Regions from separate parts of the Sus scrofa genome. Here region 1 is linked to region 2. A link is a contact called in public promoter capture Hi-C data. All regions are on one chromosome and are shown on one strand. Each heading gives the region's core, a stretch centred on a gene start, on an enhancer-like site or on the middle of the called end of the contact. The rest is flanking DNA. Distances are from core to core; before and after follow the strand shown. Region 1 holds the start of ARPC2 (actin related protein 2/3 complex subunit 2). Region 2 holds the start of RPL37A (60S ribosomal protein L37a).

Region 1 (6,177 bases), core at 3,225-5,724, 1.6 Mb after region 2:
ATTAAAAATAAGAAAGTTGAAACTTAAAATGGTGATGATAATGACAAGGCAATATCTCAGAAAAATAGAACACATACACACACACAAAAGCAAACAAACAATGAGTATAGGTTCAGTTTTGCAAAATGAAAAGAGTTTTTGGTTGCATTACAATATGAATAAACTTAACACTACTAAACTGTACTTTTAAAAATATGAGATGGGAGTTCCCGTCATGGCACAGCGGAAGTGCATCCGACTAGGAACCACGAGGTTTCTGGTTCGATCCCTGGCCTCACTCAGTGAGATAAGGATCCGGCGCTGCTGTGAGCTGTGGTGTAGGTTGCAAACACAGCTCAGATCCCGAGTTGCTGTGGCTCTGGTGTAGGCCAGCAGCTACAGCTCCAATTAGGCCCCTAGCCTGGGAACCTCCATATGCCGCGGGTGCGGCCCTAAAAAGACAAAAGACAGGAAAAAAAAAAAGGGTGAGATGATAAATTTCATGTTACGTATATTTACCACAATTAAAAATAAAAATCAAACAAACAAACCCAAAGAAACAGAAAATAGAAGAAAAAAATGAAAAGGTCAATCCAGAATTCTAACTTCTAAATAACAGACATTCCAGAAAGAACAAAGAAAATGGAAATTACAAAGGAAATAATCAAAGAAAATTTCCTCCAAAGAGTCACAACAAAGCACATCATTATAAAATTTCCAACCAATAGCCTAAAGAGAAAATCCTAATGCTTTCAGAAATGGAGAAGATATAACGTACAAAGGATCAGGAATATGAATAGGAATCAGAATTTTTACAATAGTAACCCGGGAAGGTAGAAGAAAACTAATAACACCTTTAAAATTATGATGGAAAATTATTTTCAAACTTGAATTCAAAAACCAGCCCAACTATAAATCCAACTACAAATCGTGTTAGAATAAAACTAAGATGTTTTAAAATGTACAGTGATCCAACAGCATATCCCCTATCTCTCTTCCTTACAAAGTTACTAGAGGTGCTTTAGCAAAACAAGGAAGTAAATCAAGGAAGAGGAAGGCATGGGATCCAGGAAATGGGCAAAACCAGCCCAGAACAGCAATGAAGGAAAATTCCAGAGTGGCAACTATACAGCAAGTGTAGGGAGTAGTCAGTCCGGATTGAAACAGGAGGAAGGAGGCTCTGAGACAACGATTCTAGAGAAAAAATGGAACGTATGCATTTGAGTATATGGAAAATATTGCCCAACTCTTGGACAGTCTTAGAGCACTTGCAGGGGTGGAGGCAGCTAACTGTAGATAATATAGAAAATTGACAAGTGAGGAAAAAAGGCAATAATGAACCTTTAAGAAAAATGAAGGGAGGAGTTTCCCTTTTGGTCAACAGGCTAAGAACCTGACATGGTGTCCGTGAGGTGGGTTCAATTCCTGGCCTCGCTCAGTGGGTTAAGGATCCGGCATTGACGCAACCTGCCGTATACGTTGCAGATGTGGCTCAGATCCAGAGTTGATGTGTCTGTAGTATAGGCCAGCAGCTCCAATTCGACCCCTAGCCCGGAAACATCCACATGCCTCAGATGCAGCCATAAAAAGAAAAGAAAAATAATGAAGTGGAACTATATCTAATTTCCTGGGATAAAACATAATGGAAGGAAATATTAAAAAAGAATATATATATATATATGCACATATATAACTGAGTCACTGTTGTACAGCAGAAATTAGCACAACATTGTATATCAACTAATTTTTTTTTTAATGGAAGTCTGTATAAGCTAGAAGGCATGGTTGTAGGGCACCTATTGGCTCACTGGCAAACAATGTTTGCATACATAATTTAAATGCTGATTATACATAATTTAAATATACATAATTTAATATGTATGTGTATATGCAGATTTAAATTATACATAATTTAAATGCTGGTTTGTTTGTTTTTGTTTTGCTTTTTAGGGCTGTACCCGTGGCATATGGAGGTTCCCAGGCAAGGGGTCAAATCAGAGCTGCAGACACCGGCCTAAGCCACAGCCACAGCAACACTAGATCTGAGCTGCATCTTCGACCTACACCACAGTTCACAGCAACACTGGATCCTTAACCCACTGAGCAAGGCCAGGGATCGAACCTGCAACCTCATGGTTCCTAGTCGGATTCATCCCCACTGCACTACAATGGGAACTCCCTAAATACTGATTATTGGGGGGTTTTTTGTTTTGTTTTTGTTTTTGTTTTTTTGTCTTTTTGCCTTTTCTAGGGCCGCTCCTGCGGCATATGGAGGTTCCCAGGCTGAGGGTCCAATAGTAGCTGTAGCCGCCAGCCTACGCCAGAGCCACAGCAACGTGGGATCTGAGCCGCATCTGCAGCCTACACCACAGCTCACAGCAACGCCGGATCCTTAACCCACTGAGAAAGAGCAGGGATTGAACCTGCAACCTCATGGTTCCTAGTCAGGTTCATTAACCACTGCGCCACGACAGAACTCCCTGATTATTGGTTTAACTAAAAATTGTTACATAACAGTGGAGGTGGAGAACAGAAGTGATAGTCATGTTCTTATCTATCATGATAGGAAGCCAACAAATAATCTTTAAAATTAACAAATCAAGAATTAGTAGCGTAAGCATTTATTTAGATATGTGGATCTAATCTGGATGAACATATAAAAGAGTTGAGGCTATTGCCGCTAAAGAGTAGGCCAGGGAACTCCTTCTTCCATTACAAGTCTTTATAGTATATGTAGTCTGCATATACTTTTAGTAATGTATCTGCATTATTTCGTTCAATAAACAATGTTAAAACGTTAGCATAGGCGTTTCCATTGCAGATCAGCAGATTAAGAACCCAACTAGCATCCATGAGGCTATGAGTTCAATCCCTGGCCTTACTCAGTGGGTTAAGGATCCAGTGTTGCCACAAGTGCAGCATAGGTCGCCTATGAGGCTCAGATCTGGCATTGTTGTGGCTGTAGCACAGGCAGGCAGCTGCAACTCCAATTTGCCACAGGTGTGGCCATTAAAAAAATAGAGGGAGTTCCCTTCGTGGCTCAGCGGTTAACGAACCTGACTAGGATCCATGAGGATGCAGGTTCAATCCCTGGCCCCACTCAGTGGGTTAAGATCTGATGTTGCCATGAGCTGTGGTCTAGGTCACAGACACTGCTCTTGAATCCTGAGTTGCTATGCCCATGGCGTAGGAGGGCGGCTGTAGCTCCGATTGGACCCCTAGCCTGGGAACCTCCATAAGCAGCAGGTGTGGCCCTAAAAATCAAGAAAAAAAAGAAAGAAAGAAAGAAAAAAGAAGAAGAAAAAGAGGAATGAAGGAAAGCAGAAAGGAAGCTCTATAGAAGGTCTCTACTAAGTGGATGGAAAATATGACTTGAGTCTTCTGAATTGGAAAAGAAAGCAGGAGCACCCCTAAACAGAAAAAAAGAGAGTTAGCAAATAATTTGGGGGTATTTGCAATGTCTTGAAGTTTATCCATGTCCAGTAAATAAATTCATTTTGAAGAGCTGTCTGGGCCTGATGACAAGAGCTAGTTTTTGTCAATTTTTGCCTCCCTGATACTTTCTTAAGAACACTTAGCAGAAAATAAATCAATACTCCTAAAAAGAGCTCAGCTAAATTTGTTAGATTCTCCCTGGAGAAGGAAAAGTACAAAACCAGGCACACAGGCAGACGCAACACAAAAATGAGTTCATTTTCCTCACACAGATGAGTAAAAAATTATGTCTCTGGCAGAGGTGCTGGGAGGTAAGGCAGAAAAAAATCACGTTTGGGGCACCTAGAGGCATCTCCAGGCACAGAAAGGGAGACAAGAGAGGAACCCAGGGAGGCTTATTCACTTTGGTGACGTCTCATTCCTTTCCTTCTTTGCTCTTTTAACCGATTTGTAGTTACATATCTGAAAGTTTGTTGTCTGTTTCCTTTGCCAGACTATAAGCTCCACGAGGGCGGAACCTCATCTGTTTCAGGCGTCACTGTATCCCCAGCACAGAACAGGAGCCCACTTAACATTTGCTGAGCAAATTAAGGCACGATGGTGCCACTGGACAGCCATTAGTGTGGCATGAGGAAGGATCACACCGACCACAAAGTGAGAGTAAAGACGCCGACTAGGAAATGAAAACAGTGAGCTTCTTGTCAGAAATAACAGGACCTCGTGCGTAGAAGTAAACTCTTCGGGAGTGCAGGATGCAAGCGCTGGACCGCGAGGCAGGCCTCGAGGAATGACAGCTAGCCGGGAGACACACTTTCAACAGCGGGCCGAGGGCGGGGCTGTGGGAAAGTGGAGAGTCGCGGCATCGCGCGTGCGCACGCGCGGCCTCCGCCCCTTCACCTGGTGCGCCTGCGTGCGCGCGCACGAGGGGTCGGAGCGGAAATGGCGCCGCGGGGCCTCGGGGCCGCGCGTCCGGGCGGCGAGCGGAAGTGGGTGTGAGAGCGGAAGTGGCCGGCTGGAGCCGGGGGCTGGGCGGGGACCGAGCTTGTCGGTGAGGCGGCAGCGGCGGCGGCGGCGGCGGCGGCGGCGGCTCGGCAGGCGGGTTCAGGCTTCGGGGGCCAGGTCGGTCGGGTGGGTGGGTGTCTCCACAGTCAGTGCGTGCGCGGGCTAGCACGCGCGTCTTCCCCTTTCCCCCACCCTGGTCCCTTTCCCCTTCTCCCCTAACCTTCCCCACCCAGCCCCCCTCCTCAGGGGGCAGCAGGGCCGCTCCCTCCGTCCTTTCCTCCCTTACCCACCCTCACCCGCCCTTGTTTCTCCTTCCCCTGTCCGGGGCAGCCGCCGCCATGATCCTGCTGGAGGTGAACAACCGCATCATCGAGGAGACGCTCGCGCTCAAGTTCGAGAACGCGGCCGCCGGGTGAGCGCGCGCCTAGGGCCGGTGGGTGGCGGGGGAGGCAAAGTTGACCCCTGCCAATCGTTCAGACCGTCATACGTGGAGTAGGGAGGTGGGAGACCTGGCCGGGTGCAGGGACTGCCCCGGCGGGGTAGACATGGGAGGTGGTTGGGCGCGGCGGGGTGAGGGGCAGAGATGCGTGGGGAGAGGCTCAGAGGAAGGATGCGGAAGCAGTGAGTGGACAGGAGTGCGCGTGCCAAAGAGACCTGTGGGACGTGAGGGTAGCTTGGACCGGAACTCTCGCTGGAGGATCCCATTGCCCTCTGGAGCGAGCAGGGGACCGCTTCCCACCGTATTCTCCCGTCATTGTTCAGAACCCGGAGAGAGCCCATTGGGGATTGGGTTGGAAGGAGTTTTCAGGGATTCCCAGGACTGGAAGAGTGAAGAAGATGTACCCAGAAGAGGCGCAGATCACCACCAGCCTTCTCGCTCCCCACCCCCACCTCCTCGTCTAAAGGAGCCAGAGGGAAAGCTGAAGGCAGGCCCAGTCTTGCAGCCGGAAAACCCGATCTCTCTAGTTTTCCTTCACCGAACCCTTCTGTAACAGACACTGCCTATTTTGTCACATTTCGCAAGCAAAGTTAATACCCCCCCCATCCACACCCCTTCCTTATCACTCCTCTGAGGTTCTATTCTCCTTTCTCCACCCAGTATCCTCTATCTGGTTGTTTATCTTTTTAAGTTCTTGTATCATACCCCTGGCCTGTGATTTCTTCTGTAGTAATTCTGGCCCAGATAACACACTGAAATGCCTTCAGAGCCTGTAACGTTCTTAGATAAACCTGTTTTTAACCATTGGCCCTTTTAAAAATGGGCTTTAGGAGATGTTTCTAAGGCAGCCGTCTCTGTCAAACGCAGAACCAGTAGAAAGACGACCTCCCCCCAAGTTGTTCGCTTGTCTGATACAATATTTAAAACATGAACCAAGGAATTGGTTTTAGCTCCTAATTTTGGATGGCCTGCGGCCAGTCTCTTTGCCTCATTTCCCCATCCCTTGAGGATGGGGCTTCACATCTTGGTTACACAGTGGAGGAAGTAAGTGCAAACTGTTTCTGGCGAACTGGGAACTAGGAATAGGAGAGTAAGTGCTTGAAGAGTCACAGATGGGAGAGTATTGGTGAAGGGGAAATTCTAAGTGGACAAAACGAACTTGTGGCTTGGAGGCATTTTGAAAAAAAAAATGCTTTTAACCAACTGCTTAAATTGAATATATTGTGTCTTCTAATCTCTTTTATAAAGCCATAGATTTTATCTATAAAACAAAGAACAACTTTCCTTGAAGTAACATAGGCAGTGAGCAGTAGCTACTGTTT
Region 2 (6,170 bases), core at 1,862-4,361:
GGAGGCAGGGAGGTGGTTCTCCAGGCCATGCAGGCACTGTAAGTCATACCACAAGGTAGTCACAGAGCCTGGCCTGGACTGAAGGCCAGAGACCCGGTATCAGGTTAAGCACTTTTCTGCTATGATTTTTCAGTGCACTAAATATTATGAGCTGGAGTACAAGCCAACAGTTAAGAGAACTTACTTTGGGGAGTTCCCGTTGTGGTATAGCGGTAATGAACCCAACTAATATCCATGAGGACGCAGGCCCCAGCCCTGGCCTCGCTCAGTGGGTTAAGGATTTGACGTGCCTTGAGCTGTGGTGTAGGTTGCAGATTTGGCTCAGATCTGGTAGTGCTGTAGCTGTGGCCTAGGCCGGCAGCTACAGCTTCTATTTGACCCCTACCCATATGGCATATGCCACAGGTGCAGCCCTAAAAAAAGACATACACACACACACACACACAAAGACAGAACTTTGGAGTCTGATTGATGTGGATTTGAGTTCTAGTTCCACCACTGATTGCTATGTGACCTTGGGCAAAGCACTTAACTTCATCTGAAACAATAACAGTAATAGTTACAACTGTATACTGTTTACTATGTTTCAGGCGCTGTGGCAAACACTTTTCCTGTATTTAACTCCTTGGCTCTTCACAACAATTTTATGAGGGAGGTATTACAATTATTTAGATTTTACAGCTGGGGAAACCAATACAGAGAAAAGTAAAATAATTTGTCAGCGGTCCAACAAAGGGTAAATAGCAGAGCTCTGCTTTGAACCCACAGCTATGTTCCTAACCATTACATGAGACCTCCTCTCTTTATCCTAGTAATGAAGATAAAGATTCTTCCTCTTTCAAAGGACCATAGTGAAAAGTAAATGTGAACATTCCTGTAAAATACTCAGAACAGTGCCCATGATGTGGCGCCTTTCAACAAATGCCAGCTGGCAGTGCTGTTACCATTTCTGTTGCTTTGAGCCCCAGTGATTTTCCTAGTACTGTACTCAAGTCATAAAGGGTCCAAAGATTGTAACCCTATGAAGTACGAAGGATGTAACTGTCTGCAAGTCGCTTTGGCTAACTTGTGAGGAGCCTCGAGCACCTGCAAAATCATTTGTGAACTGAAGCCATTTGTTAGCAGAGTTCTGATTGGAAACAAGGCCAAGTAATCCCAGAATCCCTTTCAGCTCTCATGGTCTTTCTTGGCTCCTAAGTCACAGATTCTTTCTTACCCATTTATTTCAAAATTCTCTGAGCTTCCTCTCCTCCGGCCTTACCACCTTCTAAGGAAAGGCAGCAAAACTTTCTTTTTTCTTTTGCTCTTTTTGCCCACAGCCTGTGGAATTTCCCAGGCCAGAGATCAAATATGAGCCATAGCAGCAACCTCAGCCACTGCAGTGACAATATCAGATCCTTAACCCACTGTACCACAAGGGAACTCCCAGCAAAACTTTCGAGAAAGTGTTCTACATGTTTCCAGGCTATTTGCTGAACATACCTTTCACTTCCTGACCTTAACTGGTAACCTGGCCCTTCTCTGCTGCTCCTTTTGAGAGAGTTGGAAGGATAGGTAAGAGATGTGGTTAAAGATTGAGATGTTGGGGTTTAAGGTTTCAGGCAGGGATCTGACAGCCCAGGATGGGGCTGTGGGCGAAACTGTCGCCTACCAGATCAGTAAAGGATGTTACAGCCATCAAGCCATCAATCACGGAGTTACCCTCAGCTGTGCATCCAGGGGGGATTCAGGATGGAGAAAAATGGGATGCTGGCCTTAGATAGTTAAGATGCATATCAAAGGAATAATTTTTTTGTTTTTCCATTTTGGGCTGCACCCGAGGCATATGGAGGTTCCCAGGCTAGGGGTTGAATCCAAGCTGTAGCCGTTGGCCTATGCCACAGCCACAGCCACAGCAACGTGGGATCCAAGCCATGTCTGCAACCTGTGTCTGAGACCACAGCTCACAGCAATGCTGGATCCTTAACCCAGTAAGTAAGGCCAGGGATCAAACCTTCGTCCTCATGGATCCTAGTTGGGTTCATTAACCACTGAGCCATGAAAGGAACTTCTCAAAAGAATAATTTTAATAAGCCCAGACTCTTGCATTTTCCCACACATAGAAAAGCGCTAAATTCATTAACCTGACATGTCTTTTTCTTTAACGACCAGTAATTTTTTTTTTTTTTTCATCTTTTGGCTGCCCTGCAGCATATGGAGTTCTCAGGCCAGGTATCAGATCCAAGCCACAGTTGTGACCTATGTTGGGGCTGTGGCAAAACCAGCTCCTTTAACCCACTGTGCTGGGTGGGGGATTGAACCTCTGTCCTGGCACTTCAGAGACACCACCCGATCCCACTGTGCCACAGTGGGAACTTCAACAGTAATATTTTGATGTTCCTACCATTTAGTTTTTGTCGCCAAAATTCCTATAAATCCTGGCTCCTCCTTTATTTCTTGGGAGGAGTCCCTCAGAAATATCTGAGAAGCTGTCTTTCCCACATAAGTCCTCAGAAAGTCCACCAAGTAGAAGATGATTCTCATCTCTTAGGTTGTGCGTACTTCCACCCTCCCATCAGGGCCATGGGATGGATTCTGAAATAGAGCGGCAGGCAAACAGAACTGAGACGGAGGGAGAAGCTGCCAGACGAACCTCGACCGTGACTATTCCTCTCCAGCTTTCTCGTCTCAGCCTTTCTCAGGGAGCCCCAGGCTCTTCCTAGGATAGATGGGACCATCTTCCTTCCTTCAGAGCTCTGATTTCTTTGAAATTATAACTTGTTAAAGAGGTCATATGGCTTCCCCTGGCCGGACTATAACATGTAAGAGTGGAGCTTTGGTTTTTCGCCACCGCTATCCTGGCTTCCTGCACAGGGCTTGCCGCTTTCAGAATGCATTATACAGAAAGCGACGAAATTTGGAGTCGTAAAAGTTAAGCACTTTTCTAAGCCAAGTGCCTGTGAGCAAGTCACTTAAAATATGAAGTGTCTGTAAAATGGAGGAAATCATACTTGGTTTTGCAGAACTTGGTGAGATACGTGTAAAATAATGCCGATGGGAGAAAGTGCCTCTGCTATCCAGTCCGTTGCTGCAATCTGTGAATCAGGGTAAACCTGTCAGAAAGAAGGTCGGCCACATTACCCAGAAGGCACCGGGTGGGAGGAGACCTCCGAACCATAGAGTTCAGTTCCTAGCTGGGCCTCCCAGCCGCCGCTTCCGCTCGTCCGCCTAAAACTGCGCCTGCGCACAACCCTTCTTCCTCTCTGGGCTCGGACCGGGTTTGCGGCAAAATGGTGAGTGTTGGTCCCTGTGAGGCCTAGGTGTCTATCTGCGTGCATCTGCCTTTTTCTTGGTTTCTTCGCGCCGACCCGCCTCTGCTCGCCTGTTCGGTCCTGTGTCCCCGGCCTCCGTGCCTTCGCCGCTCCTCAGACGGAGACTGGGGCGGCTTGGCGAAGGCTGGCGCGTCCGGGCTGGGTTAACCCAGTGCCCTCGGACCTTGGTTTTACCAGGATGTGATGGGCGAGCGGGGAGCAGGCGGGGGCTGGGTGGGTGGAAGGATGGTGTGTGGAGGGTCAGAGTCCTTGTTGCTGGGTTTTTCCCTAACTTTTTTTTTTTTTAACAGGCCAAACGCACCAAGAAGGTTGGAATCGTGGGCAAATACGGGACCCGTTATGGTGCTTCCCTCAGGAAAATGGTGAAGAAAATTGAAATCAGTCAGCACGCCAAGTACACTTGCTCCTTCTGTGGCAAAGTAAGATGGGCTGTGGGCCGGGAAGCGGGGGGCGCGGCGAAGAGGGAGGGAGGGAAGGTTTCCTTCCGGAGTGAGGCTTCTTGAAGGAAGTTTATAGATGGTTTGCTGGTTCTCAGAATTGCACATAATTGGTAACCAGTTGCAAGACGAGAGTATTGTTGATAACTCTGGATTTTGTAAAAACCTTTTTTTCCTGTGACGACAAGTGGGAACTAAAGGGTAAACAGTTGACAGTCCCAGCTTAAGCCAAACCAGTTTTGTGGAACACAGTTCTGTCTGTTTTGTCTACCAGTGTCGGGTAGAGATCTTTGTTTAATGTTTGTATGTTTATTGTGTGCAAAAAATACTGTATTCCGGCAATTCTTGTGTTTTTTTTGGGGGGGGGAGTTGCAGATCTTCCACATCCCTGAAAATATCACCACAGTTTATGCAAATTTTGCAGCAGAAAACTTGAAGTTAGGGGAAAAAAATGGTAAAATACACCAGCTTTAATTCTAGTGTAATTTAGATTCTTAGATTTTTGTGATATAAAAGGCTGTTCTTTGGTCAGAGGGAAAATTGGTTGTCTTTTACAGACCAAGATGAAGAGACGAGCTGTGGGCATCTGGCACTGTGGTTCCTGCATGAAAACGGTAGCTGGTGGTGCCTGGACCTACAAGTGAGTCTTATTTCTTTGTCGTAACTGAAAGTGCGTGGACCATGTCACAATTCCAGGTTTGATGTTGAATGGGCTAGTTTAAACTCTTATTAAACAAAAGAATGCTTTTAAAGTGTGATCACATTACTTTAGAATTTTACATTCATTCATTAGGGTCATCAAGGAATGTTGTACAGGTCTGTTGGGCTGACTGCTGAACACTTAAGGCAGGCTGTTTCTTGTCATATATGTATGGAGGCCATCTGGGCTACCACACCTTTGCCCTTTTAAACAATGTGGTTGGACTTTCTCAGTTTTGTGGCTCTGACAAGGACCAGGTGCTATTGCCTTGTGGACTTTTATGCTGGTTATTGTGTGGACTCCTATGGTTATCCAATTCTGAAAATTCGAGCCACCCCCAAAGACCTCTAGTTGTAGAATTCGTTGCTGACCCTGAAGGCTGAGGTGTTTCACTTCTAGTCAGTGTACAGCTGTCCAGTACTAGTACCTTACATATAGTAAAAGGGATACAGCTAGTGTAGTTGATTTTTTTTTTTTTTTTTTTTTTGTCTTTTTGCTATTTCTTGGGCCGCTCCCGCGGCATGTGGAGGTTCCCAGGCTAGGGGTCGAATTGGAGCTGTAGCCACCAGCCTACACCAGAGCCACAGCAACTTGCGGGATCCGAGCTGTGTCTGCGACCTACACCACAGTTCACGGCAACGCCAGATTGTTAACCCACTGAGCAAGGGCAGGGACCGAACCCGCAACCTCATGGTTCCTAGTCGGATTCATTAACCACTGCACCACGACGGGAACTCCTGAAATTTTTTTAAATTTAAAATTAAAGTAGTGTAAAATAATTGGAAAATGTTGAAATGATAACATGGAGATGTGTGTATATATAGGTAGATAGACACCTTGTGGGGTTTTGAGGACAAAAATGGGGAGTGCGGTGCACTTGATTGTGATGGTAAAATGAATTAGTATTCATATGTCTTCCCTGTGGGGTGGGATGGATGTTTTTCAAATGCTCTTTCTGAATATTGTGGCAAAATGTACTGTCATTTCCAAAACGTGCTTTAGTCTGTTCTACTGCTTTAGACGTCTTCTTGATACTGCTCATTGATGGTACACATCTTATAATTTATTAGTTTCTTCTGACAGTCTGTCCATTCCCTTTTAATGAGTTAGCTTCTTGCAACCATTTCTTCCTGTTAATTTTATGCTCTCCTGTCTGAGAAATCAGATGCATGAGATTGTCTTCACATCCTGAAGACATGACAGTTGATGGATGTAAGATTAAGATTATAATGTAAAACGGAGGCAGGTTTCTTACTTGCCGTTTCACATGTTAACTAGTTGATTATCTTGGAACCAAATTTGTTTTTCTTTCCAGCACCACTTCTGCTGTCACAGTAAAGTCTGCCATCAGAAGACTGAAGGAATTGAAGGACCAGTAGAAGCACCACCAGTGGAAATTTTGCTAGCCTATAATAAATGGGTTAATTTATGTAACAGAACTACTTTGGTTTGTTGACATTCTTATTTGCATTAATTTTGCTTTCTTAAAAAAGACTTGGAAATTAAAATCCTTTTAATTTTCTTATAAAATCATGCTGAGATGGGTTGTCACAATCTATTGGTTTTTTTGGTAGTCAGATGATATATGACATAAGCCTAAGGCTTTCCTTGCCAGTTCGACTTCTTTGAGATACATCACGCTGTGCAAACTTGTTTTAAAATCACAGTCTGTCTATATTTTAAGATATTTTAACATACATTGCCTATTAACCTTTGGTGTTT

What was found. Promoter capture Hi-C pulls out the DNA fragments that hold promoters and counts their contacts.
Region 1: a promoter capture Hi-C map of liver shows a contact between it and region 2, with 5 times the contacts expected there. The contact joins the promoter of ARPC2 here to the promoter of RPL37A in region 2. A contact is called at or near these places in 1 of 5 promoter capture datasets (liver) and 1 of 2 datasets of contacts at active chromatin or transcription factors (skeletal muscle).

What each region holds. Positions count from the first base shown.
Region 1 is chr15:120,292,648-120,298,824 of Sscrofa11.1, forward strand. It overlaps ARPC2 (actin related protein 2/3 complex subunit 2), which reads left to right and starts at 4,475. Exons shown (of 11, transcript NM_001190239.1): 1 at 4,475-4,533; 2 at 4,747-4,828. The coding sequence starts at 4,755.
Region 2 is chr15:118,699,087-118,705,256 of Sscrofa11.1, forward strand. It overlaps RPL37A (60S ribosomal protein L37a), which reads left to right and starts at 3,112. Exons shown (of 4, transcript XM_021076246.1): 1 at 3,112-3,272; 2 at 3,602-3,730; 3 at 4,306-4,388; 4 at 5,764-5,888. The coding sequence starts at 3,270. The coding sequence ends at 5,827.